Regions from separate parts of the Mus musculus genome. Here region 2 is linked to region 1. A link is a contact called in public HiCAR-type data. All regions are on one chromosome and are shown on one strand. Each heading gives the region's core, a stretch centred on a gene start, on an enhancer-like site or on the middle of the called end of the contact. The rest is flanking DNA. Distances are from core to core; before and after follow the strand shown. Region 1 has its middle 54 kb from the start of Zfp281. Region 2 has its middle 42 kb from the start of Gm25609.

The links. HiCAR-type assays count read pairs that join an accessible place to other places.
Region 2: a HiCAR-type map of embryonic stem cells shows a contact between it and region 1, with 4 times the contacts expected there. The contact joins two enhancer-like sites. A contact is called at or near these places in 1 of 15 datasets of contacts at CTCF or cohesin (large pre-B cells), 1 of 484 Hi-C or Micro-C datasets (embryonic stem cells), 4 of 115 datasets of contacts at active chromatin or transcription factors (embryonic basal ganglia and embryonic stem cells) and 1 of 9 other capture datasets (embryonic stem cells).

What each region holds. Positions count from the first base shown.
Region 1 is chr1:136,567,351-136,575,101 of GRCm38.p6, forward strand. No RefSeq gene overlaps it. Among named protein-coding and RNA genes, the nearest start is that of Zfp281, 54 kb to the right of the region's middle. Within about 2 kb of position 3,156, at least 32 of the 459 cell types and tissues checked have an H3K27ac peak or open chromatin away from gene starts, as enhancers often do. A contact at or near this core is called in embryonic stem cells, where this site is marked.
Region 2 is chr1:137,169,565-137,177,315 of GRCm38.p6, forward strand. No RefSeq gene overlaps it. Among named protein-coding and RNA genes, the nearest start is that of Gm25609, 42 kb to the right of the region's middle. Within about 2 kb of position 4,772, at least 6 of the 459 cell types and tissues checked have an H3K27ac peak or open chromatin away from gene starts, as enhancers often do. A contact at or near this core is called in embryonic stem cells, where this site is marked.

The DNA of each region.
Region 1 (7,751 bases), core at 1,906-4,405:
GAGGTAAGCTTCGGTCATTGTAACTTCCCCATCATGATGCCTTAAACTGTGAGCCAAGATAAGTTTTTCCCACTTACATTGTATCTTGTCTTGAATTTTGTCAAATCCGTGAGGAATATAATTTACTATCTAGTGCATTTTAATTAATGGTTTTGGAAACAGGGCTTGGCTGTGTGGCTAGGCTACCCTTGATCTTGTGACCCTTCTTCCTTGTGCCTGAGTTAGAAAAATTATCACGCTAAAACAGTGGTTCTCAACCTGTGGGTCGTGGACTCTTTAGGATCCAGTACCAGATATCCTGCCTATCAGATATTTGCATTACAATTCATAACAGTAGCAAAATCACAGGAAGTAGCAGCGAGATCATTGTATGGTTGGGGGGCTCACCATGACATGAGGAACTGTATTAAAAATGGTCACAGCATTAGGAAGGTTGAGAACTGCTGCTCTAAAAGAAACTTCTCAATTAGTGGCCACATTCCATTGTGATTGACTCACCAGGCATAATGTTTTCCAGAACTTCCCATGTTGTAGCATACATCGTTCTTATTTATGAATGAGTAATATTCAATTTGGATGGCTATATCACATTGTGTTTATTCATTTTTGTTGACGGACATTTGGACCGTTTCTGCTTTGGACTACTATAAATAATGCCACCATGTACATTGGATTCCATGTCTGAATATATATTTTAATTTCTTGGGTATATATTGGGAGTGGATAGACCGTATCATTAACTCACTGTTTCACCTTTGGAGAACAGGCGCACTTTCTACTTTTTAAAATTACATTTATTTATGTGTGTGTGCAACTTCTGTGAGCCATGGCACATGTGTGCAAGTCAAAAGGCAACCTTTGGGAGTCTGTTCTTTCTTTCTATCATGTGGATCCTGGGATCAAACTCTGGCTCTCAGTGACGAGTGATTTACTGACTGAGCCATCTCTCTAGCATATATATATATATATGTATATATATGTATATGTGTATATATATAATATATATATGCTTCAGCACTGCAGTTATATGTATGTATACATTTATACATGTGTGAGTGTGTGTATTCATATACATATATAACTGCACACTAAAGCAAACATTTTTGCAGTAAAGAAAGGCATTTTATAGGTGCTATAGCTTTCCAACAAGTTTCTCGACAGACCTCCTGGACTCCACGAGATGGATAATTTGCCCACCATCTCAAAAATAGTTGTCAGGGAGAACCCAGAACAAGGAGAGGAGAAACAGGGGAGACAGAATGAAACTATGTGCTTCTGAGGTAGGAACAGGTGAGCTCTCTGAGAGGCTGTCCAGTCTCACACCCAAACATTGCTAATGTGTTTGTAGTAAAAGTTTTCTGAGTGTTTCTCTCAAGTGCTATAAAGGTAGTGGGGTGGAGTGCATCCGGTCTGTGTGTAGGAGAGACATTGTGTCATCAGCTGTAGCCCATGCTGCAAAGTAGCCCGGAAAACAACTCACTTCATGTGTAGTGGAATATCTGATGAAAGTGGGCATCACCTGGGAGCTTGTGGCTGTGGTTTGAGCATTGAACCCACAATGCTCTGCATGTTAGGCAAATACACTTGTCCAGGAAGGTAACGGTTACCCCTCATCTGGGAGTTTTAGAAATGGTCAGTGTTATTCTCATGGGTTTCCTCTGAGGCAGAGCCTGAGAGCGGATTTTAAAAGTGAGTTAGGAAGCTTGCGCATGCGCATGCGCACGTGCACACAAGCACGGCTGCTCGAACTCTAAGGCAGAGCAAGCAAAATGAAGTGTTCTAGTAAATAAGAGATCGGAACCTGTCTCTTTGGAGCCCTCATCCAGAAGCCACACTATTTTAGGCCACGGAGCCCAGCTACTGGGTTCTGTGAAAATTTCTAGGTTGAACAGTCAGTCTCAAGCGGAACTGAGTGAAGTCTAAAGGCAACGGGGCCTCTTGGGATCCTTAAGCTTACAAAAAATTCCCTGGTCTCAGATTTGAGGTTGACTCTAGAAGTGAGTGCTCTGAATCTGGCCACGAGTCATCAGAGAACTGACCCATCTTTTTCAGTGCTTGCTAATTATTCGGACCAGATCATGGGGCTCTGGGACTTCCGGCTTCCTTGTACTTCAGTGACCTTTATGTGTCCCGGTGACTGCCTTTAGCTTGCTAACTGCCGTCTGTGTTTCTCTGAGCCTACTCAATAAAAAGAGTTAAGAATAAAATAAAATAAGCCAAATGCACCCCTTTAAACCCTGCAGAGGCGGGCAGAGCGCCCTGAGTTCAAGGCCAGGGTAGTCTTCATAATGAGACCCTGCCACGACAAAAGAAAACCAAAAAAGAGTTCCCCAATCCATCATTCCTGGCTCAAAGATCTAAATGGCGTCTTGCCACACTCAGCATAATTCAAGTTCCTCCAGCCCCACAGACTTTGCCCTCCCGGACTCTGGAGTCGGACTCTGCAGTCGTCCAGCTTTGTTGATCTTTGCCTCCCCTGGGCCTTTGCACTTGCTGTTCGCTCCATTTGGAGTGGTCCCCCGCCCCCACCCCCGCCCTCTTCCCACCCCGCCCCAGAGGACCAGTTGCTGTTTTTCTCTGCTGTGCCCTGCATGGGATTGTAAATCTTTCAAATGCAAAGACCCTTTACCCGCCATCCCTGCTACCTTCCTGGCATCTAGTAAAGGCAAATGCACTTAGGAATTCCTTGGTAGCACACTTAGTTATATGAATGAGCAAAAAATTGGAGGAACAGGACATGCTAGAAACAAGCGCCCGCCCGAGTTCTCCGAGCAGGTAACCCAAAAGAGCCGAATCAGCATATGGAGTCTGATGTGTTTCTTGCGGTGCAGAGAGGCGCACGAAGTTTACGCTTGTGCAAGCAGATCCTCCAGAAGTAATTTTCTCTTTAGAGAGGTGCCGTACACAGGCTCAGCAGTAAATCCACAGTATTTTTTTATAAGAAAATAAAAAGTGGAAATCATATGAAAAGTGGCAACCACCCACCGGTAGCCCCCATCTTCTTTGGACGACGCCATGACATTCCCCTCCCCCACCCCAGGCCCAGTGGCGGGTCTAACTAGCAAGATCCCCGGGGAAGGACAAAGGTAGTCGGAGTTCAGGCTAAAGCGGCCTTTGTTTTGTTTATCTCGCCCTGTACATGATAGAAGGCTTTGCCTTGTAACCCACAATCGCCGGGGCTCAGAAAACCGCCCTGGTGTCTTGGGTGGGTCACCCGCTCAGAGATGGTGAGGTTGGATTTAGAGGCTTGGCTTCAGTCAGTTTCTTATCTCCCTCCGCATCCCTTTCCAGATGCTTTCTCCTCTGGCATTTCTTCCGCTTGGTGCTCTGAAATTGCTCCTCGTCACTCAAAAACTGCTTCTGCTTGGCCTCGGTGCTTCTGTTTCGTTTTTCTTTAGAAACCAATCCTCACACTAGGTTACTTGGAAATACACAAAATAAGGAAGAAACAGTCACTCCTAGAGAATGAGCCACAGTGATTTCTATTTTTCCTGGGCTGGAAAAACGTCAGTATTGTACCACTTTTTCCCTTGTGATTATGAAAAACAGTGTATCCTTAGTGTAAAGGTTTTGGACTATGAAGACTTCCAATGGAGCTCATAATGGAGAAGGACTTTTCACTTTGTTTCCATTCTGGAATTACAGACGTGTTCCCCCACACCCGGCCTATTGTGAGTTTTTGGTACTTAGTATTTCACCTTCACACACAGGGAAACCATAAGCTTGATTGCCCTTGGAAGCCAGGTGAAACAGGATAAGAAACCTATCCCAAAGCCTACGTTTGTAGTTTCTCGGTACCGGCTCTATCTTGTGGTGTGGCTCAGAACCCACGAACATTGGGGCAGAGGAGCAGACTGAGAGAGAGCAGGTGTGTGTGTTTGCTGAGGACAAGGGAAGAAGCGGGAGGCAATTGTGCAGATACCCAGGGTGGAGAAGGGGAGAGAATGGGGGATGGGTTCGGTGTGCATAGTTGGTCCAGAGGCCGTGGCTTGTAGGCAGCCCCCCAAAATGCTTGTTAGAACTAAGGTCCTGCCGGGCATGGTGGCGCACGCCTTTAATCCCAGCACTTGGGAGGCAGAGGCAGGCGGATTTCTGAGTTCGAGGCCAGCCTGGTCTACAGAGTGAGTTCCAGGACAGCCAGGGCTGCACAGAGAAACCCTGTCTCGAAAAACCCAAAAAAAAAAAAAAAAAAAAAAAACTAGGGTCCCTGTCCTGTCTCAGGGACCCTCGCGTGCAGCATCCTTCTCAGGGTCTAACAAGACTATCTTGCCCGTCCAGTTCCAAACAGATGAAGCCGGGAGATCCCGGGCTTCTCACTTAGAGCTGACACCTGCTGTCCAGGTGCTAAAGAGAGCGTGTGCTTTTGTGACCAACCGCTTCACTGGACCTCCGCAGGATGTCCGGCTCTGCCCCAGCTGGAATAGCCAGACTTAAGCCTGTTACTGTCATGCATCTCATAAGGATGACTTTGGTCCCTATAAGAAGGTAGTCTCACAATATTACACTCTTAGTGATATAGCAGCTATCCTAGTTTATGCAGACTGTGACATAATGATGAAATTGCCCGACAGCACAATTCTTAGTATTTATCCCCATTGTTAAGTTGCAGGACTCTTTTGTTTATCCCATTTGGGGGAAAAAAAAAACCAAAAACAACAAAAAATAAAAAGCTGCATAGTGAGACAATGGGAGGGGGGATGGGCGACCCCAAACCATCCTCCACAAAAAGAAAAATGTTATAGGAATTGAACATAGGTTCACTAAACCATCTTGCCAGCTCCTAACTTTGTAATTTTATTTATTTATTTATTTATTTATTTATTAAAGATTTATTTATTTATTATATGTAAGTACACTGTAGCTCCAGAAGAGGGCGTCAGATCATGTTACAGATGGTTGTGAGCCACCATGTGGTTGCTGGGATTTGAACTTCGGACCTTCAGAAGAGCAGTCGGGTGCTCTTACCCACTGAGCCATTTCACCAGCCCCTAACTTTGTAAATTTAATAGAGACTGTTTTGAAGTAGAAAATATTGTAAAATATGTGAAGTAAGTCAGTTGATTGCATTTTGCAGTGAAAACTCTGTTGTACATTAAGAAAATATTCAAAAGAAGCCAATGAGAAGATGACTGAGATTTACTGGTTGTTTTCCTGGCCAGCTCTGCACTCTCCACACACACACACACACACACACACACCACACACACACCACACACACACACACACACACACACACCACACACACACACCACACACACACCACACACACACACACACACACACACACACCACACTTCCCTTGAATTAAGAAGATGACATAAATGGACTCCTGTCTCAGCCTTTGGGTTAGCCTCATGTCCACATACTGAAGATGCACGCATGGATGTGCACACATTGTGACATCTTGCTAGGCATTGTGACCAAAAGGTAATTTCATGCTAAGCTAAGCCACCTCCATGCCAGTACTGCTGGCTTCACTTGCATTTACATTTCAAGTCCAGAGAATCCGATGGCACCAGAGGCATCTCTGACTCTTGCAGCTGGGGGCGGGGACCTAGGTCTAGAGAGCAGGGATGATAGTGGCAGGGATGGGCTTTGTATTCTCTGTGCCTTGTTACCTCCGGCCTCATGGAGCTGGACCAAGATAGGGCTGGGGTAGGAGATAAGGGGTTTGGTTTTGTCTGGCTGTCTGGTTTTTTTTTTTAATATTTTTTAAAGATTTGTTTATTATTATTCATAAGTACACTGTAGCTGTCTTCAGACGAACCAGAAGAGGGTGTCAGGTCTCATTACGGGTGGTTGTGAGCCACCATGTGGTTGCTGGGATTTGAACTCTGGACCTTCGGAAGAGCAGTCAGTACTCTTACCCACTGAGCCATCTCACCAGCCCCTATCTGTCTTTTTATCATCTATTTATTTTCCTGTTTTTGTTGTTGGTTGGTTGGTTGTTGTTGTTGTTGTTGTTGTTGTTGTTTTGAGACAGGGTTTCTCTATGTAACAGCTCTGGTTGTTCTGGAACTTGCTTTGCAGCTCCAGCTGGTCTCAAACTCACAGAGTTCCACCTGCTTCTGCCTCCTGAGAGCTGGAATTAAAGGTACACACTACTATATCAGTTTGTTATTGTTTTTAAATTGCATTTTTAAAAAATTGTGTGTGTGTGTGTGTGTGTGTGTGTGTGTGTGTGTGCTTGCAGAGAGCTGGCTTTCTCCGTGTGGGTCTTAGAGATTGAAGTCAGGTGGCCAGGCTTGGCAGCAAATGCCTTTACCCAGTGAGCCCCAGATAGTGAGTGTTAGTAGCTTCTCCCCACTGGCCTCACAGCCACCCCCAGATGACTTCCCAGTGCTGAAGTTACGTTATGAAGCTGCTACGGTCACTCACGGGGGAACAAACCCCAAGCAGCTCAAGTATTGAAATTTACTTCTGCTCTGTGTCTCTCGATATCTGGTCTTGCAAATTTCACCTAACTCTACCTACACATTGGTAACGGCCTGCCTGTTACCACATCCAAAAATCTACAGACAGTCAATGCGGATGCGAACTCATCTGCTGAATGTCAAAGTTGCAGAGCTGCCAAGAAATTAAAAAACAGACAAAAATAAACCTTTTAAAATGTTAAATGAATCTGAGAAGTAATAAAATGCTTAGTATTATAGAAGCATAGGACAGAGAATAATTCCAATTTCATACCACAGCATTACAAACTCCCTCTTCTAAAATGACCGCTATGATTACTGAATTTATACATGAGTTATGTTCCCAGAAAAGAAACAGTTATTTGCCTTTTAGAGGGTGGAAAGGGTTTTGTTCTGTTGTTTGTTTTCTCTCTCTCTCTCTCTTTTTTTTTTCGAGACAGGGTTTCTCTTTGTATAGTCCTGGCTGTCCTGGAACTCACTTTGTAGACCAGGCTGGCCTCGAACTCAGAAATCTGCTTGCCTCTGCCTCCCGAGAGCTGGGATTAAAGGCGTATGCCACCACACCTGGCTTTTTTTTTTTTTTTTTTTTTTTTTATAAGTCCAGTACCCTGTATATACTAGACAAGTGTTTTTCAACTGAAAACCCTTGATTTTTTTTTTGGACAAATTCTCACTACATAGTCCAAGCTGGCCCTGAACTCAAGATCCTTCTGTCTCTGTCTTGAGAGAAAGAAAATAGTTTTATCCTATAGACTATTGTGCATAACTGTTTATGTGTAGTTACTAGAAAATGAATTCATTAGGTTTTTTATTTTGTTCTTTTTTTTTTTTTTTTTGGAGACAGCGTTTCTCTGTGGTATCCCTGGCTGTCCTGGAACTTGCTCTGTAGACCAGGCTGGCCTTGAACTTATAATGATCCGCCTGCCTCTGCCACCCAAATGCTGGGAATAAAGGTGTGTGCCACTACCACCTGGCATCAGGTTTTTTTTTTTTAATTACCCCAGCTTTTGACTTATTTATTATTATTTTATTTTATTGGTATGTGTGTGGTGTATGCACAGTTCTGCTGTAGTGTCAGGAAAGTATTTGATTCCTCCCCCACCCCCACCTCCACCCCTACCCCCAGCTCCCAAAAAACAGACAGGAGCCAATCTGATGCAACTCACAGCAGGGTCTTTATTCTATTCGAGCTAGCTCAGGCTTCTCAGTGCACAGCTGTCATACAGGATGTTTTGGTGGTGGGGAGTCCCAAATGTCTATGGGGCAAGGCTTTATAGTAAGCAGCAAGTGTGTGTGTGTGTGTGGGGGGGTAAGTGTGCAAGCATCTAACTGGGAAGC
Region 2 (7,751 bases), core at 3,522-6,021, 600 kb after region 1:
GAAAGCAAGTTAATAATTAGCTCTACGTGTCTTAGTCGGGGCTTCTATTGCTGTGATAAAACAGTGTGACCAACAACAGCTTGGGGAGGAGAGGGTTTAGTTTAACTTGTAGTCTATCATGAAGGGAGATCAAGGCAGGACCCAAAGCAGAAAGGCACAGAGGAGTGTTCCTGACTGGCTTGCTTCTCATGTTTTGCTTGGCCTGCTGGGATTAAGGGCATATGCCACCACCACCAGGCTCAGTCTCACCCCTCTTCTCTTCTCTTCTCTTCTCTTCTCTTCTCTTCTCTTCTCTTCTCTTCTCTTCTCTTCTCTTCTCTTCTCTTCTCTTCTCTTCTCTCCTCTCCTCTCCTCTCCTCTCCTCTCCTCTCCTCTCCTCTCCTCTCCTCTCCTCTCCTCTCCTCTTCTCTCCTTTTCTTTTCCTTTCTTTTATTTTTCCTTCCTTCCTTCCTTCCTTCCTTCCTTCCTTCCTTCCTTCCTTCCTTCCTTCCTTCCTTCCTTCTTTCTTTCTTTCTTTCTTTCTTTCTTTCTTTTATTTTTATTTTATTCATTTCTTTTTTTGAGACCAGTCTTCCGCCTGCTCTGCCTCCAGAATTCTGGCATGCACTACCACCACCAGGCTCAGCTTGCTCTCTGATAGCACCCAAGTCTACCTGCTCAAGTGTGGCAGCACCTTCAATGGACTGGGCCCTCCCACGACAATGGATAATCAAGAAGATGCCCTAAAGGCTTGTCTATGGGCCAGTCTGGTCAGGACATTTGTTTCAGTCTAGGGTTCTTTTCAAATGACTTTAGTTTGTGTCACGTTCACAATAAAACTAGCCACCACACTGTGTCTTCTCAGATGAAGTCGTCTTAGTAAAATATATGTATGAATTAATAAATCCATATGCCGTCGTTATATGATACACATAAGCAAAAGTTCTGCTTTCTTAAATTCAGCTGTTTTCATGATGAATAGTTAGCATAAGCTAACGTAGCCTAAGTGCTAAGAGTTTGAAGCACTCTCCCTGCTCCCCCAAAGGCATCGATCCTGCCCCTGGGGCACTCATGCTAAATGGAAATCACATGGACAGCCTTGACCCTCCAGGGAAAGCTGGGCTAAAGCAAGCAAGCTTGGCCATTCACAAAAATCAGACATGAATGCGTTCTATGTACCTGACAGACACAGAACTGATTTTTCCAGCCATTTTCTCCTCCCACAAGTATCTATATATACATTTAAACAATAATTTGTGCATTCACTAGACTCCCATAGAGATGGACCCACTGTTATGATGTATTTATTATTCACTATTAATAGATTCTGTCGGAAGCCCTTTGAAGGATTTCAGGCTGAATAAAAACCTATGTTATGTGTTGGCCAAACTGATGCCTCTTAAGAACCTGTGGTCCAAAAGAGTGACTAGGAGTCTACAGCTGTAAACACACAGCATTTCTTTCTGGGTTATTTCTCTACCAGGTCTACTTCCTCAGTGGAACAGTGATGAAATCTCCCAGCAGCCACAGCAGCTGGCTAATGTGTTCACAGGCTGCAGAAGAACTGGTCTGAAAGACTGCAGCAGAATGGTGTTTACTCTCTACCTCCTCAGTGATGGAGGGCGGAAGCAGCTATGTGGCTTAAGGCAAGAGTACACTTTTGCCTTAGTGTACTGCGGGAGGAACCTAAAACACTGGGGTAGGAAGGTTGGAGAAAGCACGGGCCAGTCCTGAGAGGCACAGGCAGTGCCATCTGACAGTTTCCTTCCAGAGGGCTGGTGGCAGAGCAACCCTGCTGTTATTCTTAGGTAGCTCCACTTGAATTCGAGCACATATGAAAGTCCAAGAAGAAACGGCATCAAAGTAGGTTGCTGCCCTTTATAATGGGGCATGTGCTTGTCTGTGTCAAGAGCAGGGGGATAGGGGAGACGCTTGATTTTCCCTCAGCACAGTGCTGCCTGAGGAGAGGCTGAGACTCCCATCTGTCAGGCTTGTGTGACATCCTTAACATTGGCATTGCAACCATCTGAGCTAGGCTGACGGGTCTCCGAGTCTCAATGAGTGTGTGCACTTTGTAAGGTGGCCTTCGGGTGCAACTTCCATGAGTAGTCTTCTGGGTGGAGGTAGGGGCTGTTAGGCAAAGATAAACGACTGTGGAAATAGAGTTGGTACACCATGAAAGATTAACAGAGGCAAGGCAGAGTTGATCTAAGATTTACTCAGAAGGAAAAAAAAAGAAATTCCTCTCTCTCTCTCTCTCTCTCTCTCTCTCTCTCTCTCTCTCTCTCTCTCTCTCTCTCTCTCTCTCCCCCTGCTTGCCTGCCTGCCTCCAAGAACATGAATTTGTCAATAATAAATTAAAAACCTCCTGTAAGAGAGTTGTCAATATGAGAGGCTGAATTTCCCATGTTCCGTAATCAGCTATCTATTATTTTGGTAAGAGATGCCTAAATTGAAATTCCAAAGGGCATTATAAACCTGAATTAAAACGGTAATGGATTTTTTAATAAGTTCTGGGTCAAGATGTATTGTCAAACTATTTTCCATAGGGCATAGAATATACAACCCATCCTTTTAATAATACCAGATCTAGTCTTGCTTCCAGCAGCCAGCTGAGACTGCTTTTCCATTGTAGTCTCTCCCACCATGCCTAACAATGAACAAATAACTAGATGGCCTATGAACCATTTTAAATAAAACCGTTTCCCAGAGAAACCGTTACTGGCAGAGACAGGTTCGATCCAGACCTGGATAACCTGTGTTGGGAAAGCACTGATCGATACTGTTTGGGAGCAAGTAGTAGTGTAAATATTATGATGAATTAGGTAAATCATAAAACAAAATGATCTATGAGCTCAGGTGCAGCCTTATTCTACCTGATTGCTCCGATTCAGGCCTCAGTAAAGGATGTTTCTATGTGCTCTGAGATTCAAAGAGCTTTCAAAAAGCAATTTTAATTACACAAACCATATATTAGTCACGAAAGCACCGAGTCCGCAGCTCCTTAAAGACTGTGAAAGAACTTGACCATGCATTTTAAAAGCAGACTGTGTGTTCTAAGTTGCTGGAGATGAGTTTCCTTTCCTGTTTTATGGCTTGGGTCCAAAGCCATAGTTACATCGTTAAAGCCATCCTCTCTGTCATTGCTGTCAGAGTCTGCTAGACTCCATAATCTTGCTTCCTTCTGGGGGCTTCGTTAACTGTCCCTCTTTTCCATCTTTGCTGGGTACTGGAGCTGTGGACATTTCTGTGTACTGCAGTGGAGTAAGAGGGAGCTGAAAGCAACAGAAGCAGATCCTTTATTGTCGTTGAAAAATAAACCATCAAGCCCTAGGAGCAGGGAAGGCTGGCTGCTTTGCTACATTCACACACCTCGTGTTTAGGGTTGCCCTGGCATATTAATTCTGCAGTTGCGTTTGCTTTGGATGGTTTCGGATCAAAGCATAAATCTGCTTTATAATGTAACTTAATATTGGAAGCAGTGCATGAAATGTTACAAATTGTCTTCTGTTTTCTCTATCATCTGTGTGACACAGATCTGGATAAGTAAGATAAAAGAATACATGCCTCTTTCATCACGGACATGTGTAGAGAGAGAATGGGGGATCTGGAAAACAAATTTATATATATATATATATATATATATATATATATATTTCTGGAAATGGGAACCACTCATAAAACATTGAATGAGTTCAAGGCCTCCTTGCCCTCCTATCCTGCATCCCATCCATAAAGCTCATTGGCAACTCTGAGGTAGTTGTGGGTACTGGCACATTGCTGAAGGCATCTGTTTCAGATGTGAAGATTTATCAAAACCTCAATGACAGTCCCCACCCCACTAAAAAAGGCACTTCCCTTTCAAAAAAGGGCAAGGTTATTTTATATATATATGATATATATAAGTAAAGAGGAAATAAAATGGACTTTTTATTTAGGCACAAGGACTTGGATAAGTATCACAACAGAAGCTGGAGGTGTGTGGCAAAATGTTAAAATGTTGGCCTGGGCTATGAAGCGCCTCTGAGGGGTTCTCAGCGCTGTACCCCCACCAGCATTTTTTATGCATGTCGTGGACTTGTTTTCCACCTGCGTTCGTATGTGATCTCAGATGTCTCCCGGTACCTCTCACCTCCCTCCGAGCATATTTGTGTACTATACGCTCTCATTAATTTTGGAAAGAATTTTAAAGAGTTCTGAAATAACGCTTCCAATTAGTTGCCAGTATGTATGTGTGTATATGTTGCAATGCAGAGCTCACTCAAACAACCCCAGGTGGTCAAATTTTATTCTAAAAACAGTCCCAGGTAAGAAAAAGACTAAATGATATCTAGGGGGTCTCACAGAACCTTCTGACATGCTTAAAATTCTGTTCTTGCTCTCTTCCCATCAGTGCCGCGTCCCACTTAACAAGTTCTGGTCTTTGCCTCTAAACTTTAGACCTTGAGCAGGCTCACTTCATTGTCTCCAAAACCTCATCAATCTCTGTCTCATTTCCGGCTCTAGTTGCCTAGGTGAATTTGCATCAAATCTTTCTGGACCCTGAAGTGATATTGATGGTAATTTTGTGGAATTTCTGTAGGGGTGGCGTAGAGGGGCTGCAGTTTTGTTATTGAGTTGTAGAATGCTTCTGAAGAGAGTGAAAGAACAAAGGGACACAAAAGGAACACAGCGGGATTGGGGTGGAGCGGCTTGGGGGTATCAATTTCATTCACCTTTGCATCCCCCAAGAGGGTGGGGTTTAGTGGACAAGGCCAACCAACAGGGTTTCCTGGTCTCTGTATGCAATGAATGCTAGCTAACATGGAGTGAGTTGCTGAGCGACTAGGGTGTGCAGAGATGCCTGAGAGGTAGGAGATGGACGTTAGAAGCTGTGTGGGTGTGGCTATTCTTTCCTTTACCCAATGATTGGCATTTTATCTTCAAGTCTTTGCTCAGCCTTCTGGGTCTATCCCATGATTGCTGTTTTCCAGTAGGGGAGGCACCTCACTCCCCAGGACCAGAGGTGATTGCTCTCATTGTGACTGCTCCTGGGATGGGCGGTTACTCGCACCATGCCTTGCCACATTGCCAAACACAGCCAGAGCATCCTTTTCATTTTCATGGCTATGTGGCTGATACCTTTGTTTTCCTTAAAAAGGACTGTGCACTACATGCAGACTACACTTCAGGTTATCAGGAAAATTTGGGAAACCTCAAAGGGTATTTTTTTCCACTCTAAGAAAAAGATTATTTTGACAAAAACTAATACACAGCATTGCCATTTAACTATTCTCATACCCTTTTAGCACTTCTGTTTATTATGTATTGCCTGTTTAAATTTATTTTAAGTTAATTTTGTGAGTTTACTACACTTTCAGTAGTAAAACAGAAACCTTGCCTTACTATAATCTCGTTACACTATCTGTTGCTATACTGGTAGTTAAAGAGTGGGTAATTTATAAAGAACGGAGTTTAGTTTGGCTCATGATTTTGGAGTCTGGAAAGCTTAAAAGTCTGGTGCTGTCGAAGGCTTCCTGCTATTTCAATTCAGGGAAGGGAAGGAAACAGGGCACAGGGGCAAGCTCCCCTTTAACACAGTGGCTCCCAACCTCCCTAAGCATAAGAAGGACCCTTTAGTACATTTCTTCAGGTGTGGTGACCCCCAACCATAAAATTATCTTTGTTGCTACTTCAGAACTGTAATTTTGCTGTTAAGAATAGTTCTATAAATATCTGATATGCAGGATATCGGATATGTGACCCCCATAGAAGGGTTGTTCGATAAACTCCCCCCCCCCAAAAGGAGCCTCAACCCACAGGTTGGGAACTACTGTTTTAAAACAACCTGCTCTTGAGGTAATAAATCCAGCCTTGTGAGGACAAGTAGGCATTTATATCCCAGAGGTATTTAAGCTGTCCGTGACCAAAATACTGCCCACTAGGGCTTGCTTTATAACGCTGCCACATGGAAGAATTGAGACTAACATATGGATTGGGGGGTGGGGGTGGGGTGGGGAACATCTTCAGACTATAGCCATTATTACAAATGTGAAATCAACACCATCTTACTTAAGTAAAAACAGAATTGCAGCCAAGAAGCAGAAATACGTCACTGAGTTCCAACTAGTTCACTGCTGGGAACTGCTGAGAGCGTCCGGCCTGGGACGATTCTTTTTGTGAGTTTGTTTGTTTACTGTGTCTGCGCCTGAGTGTATGCATAGGTACCGTGTGTGAGCAGGAGTCAGCAGAGTTCAGAAGAGGGGGTTTGGAGTCAGTCCCTGGACCTGGAGTTACAGGCTCTTGAGAGCCGCCATGTGTGTGCTGGGAACAAAACTATAAACTCTGGAGTCCTTTGCAAGGGCAGCAGGTACTTCAGGCCTCCAAGTCTTCTCTCCATCCTGAGGTCTACTCCTTCTGGCGAAGAGTTAGAGGTGGCATTCATTTTGCAGCAAAATGGACTCTCCCCCTGATTCACCTTTAGGCAGTAGCAGACCTGCAAAGGTGTAGTCCTCTGAGCCAAGTGTCTGAGTTCAATTTTGTGCCCCTGGGTCACTGACACACCCTCTTTACTCTGGCCCATCCCAAGGTAAGTTTGAATTATATAAATCGTAAGGAGGGGATGAGGAATGGTCTTTCTCCTTTGCATGGGAGCCGGTCTAGGTGGACAGAGCTATGTAGTGAGCTGCCTCCTGGAGTCCTTTATGTCAATGCTTCATCCTTTTCCTCCCCAAATGGAACGTTCTGAGAAGAAGGGTTAACAGGGAGACAGTGAGCCTTGCAAAGTTTGCACTCTGACAAACAGCAGCAAAGCACTGTGTATGTGTGCCGAACAGAGGTTATCTCACAGAACACCAGAAGGGCATCTCTGTGGGCTCCTTTACGTGGGTGTATAAGTTGTTGACATGAAATCATTTTCCCTCTTGAAATTCCATAGAAATTACTTATTAATACACAGACCATGACCAAGAAAGATGTCTTCAGGGATATTTTAGACATTTTAGAGTTTGGTTCATTCCTGTTAAACGCTGGATTCAACAAATAAAATCCGAACTGGCTGACTAGGTGACCTTATAAAAATCCGGATGCTCTCTGCTCCAAAGATCTGCAGTTTTCACCCCCTCCCCTGCAAAAAAATTAAAACAACTAAAATTCCCTCTAGTTTTGGACTTTAGATAAAGTGCATAGGCGCCACCGAGGTTCCAGTAGCCACTCTCTATATAAATGTTAAATTTATAACAACGTTATGTCGTGGGTGAGTCTATGAATAATGCAGTTTAGGGTCTCTGGATTTGTGAATGAGCAGGCAGCTCTGAACTCCTTGAGGGAAGAGGCGCCATATGCCATTCAAAGGTAATTCTCCTTAGATTTACATTTCATTTATTCATCTTGCATTTCCAATGCCAAGTGCTGTGTCGGGCCTTGAAAGGAAACATAACTGCAAATGGCACTCCATGGGACGAACGATAAAGCTGACAAATGGGAGCCTCTTCAGTAAATCTCGGGTGCCATGGAGGGCCGCTGGCTGCTCGGCAGGCAAGGGAGGGCAAGTCCGCCGGTGAGCGAGACGTTAGGAAACAGAAATGTAGAAGGAAGAAAGAAAACACCAGAAAGCACCTTGCCATGGCTTTGTGAGTGAGGAAACCTCACCAAAGATTAAAAAGTGTTTTATTCTGTGAAGCAAAACCTTTTAGAATTAATTGCTAAGCATCTCTGGGGGGAAAAAAGCATTCGAGTAAGTATTATGTATAATGATAAGAAAAGAGACAAAACCAGTCTGTTTTTTAAAAGTT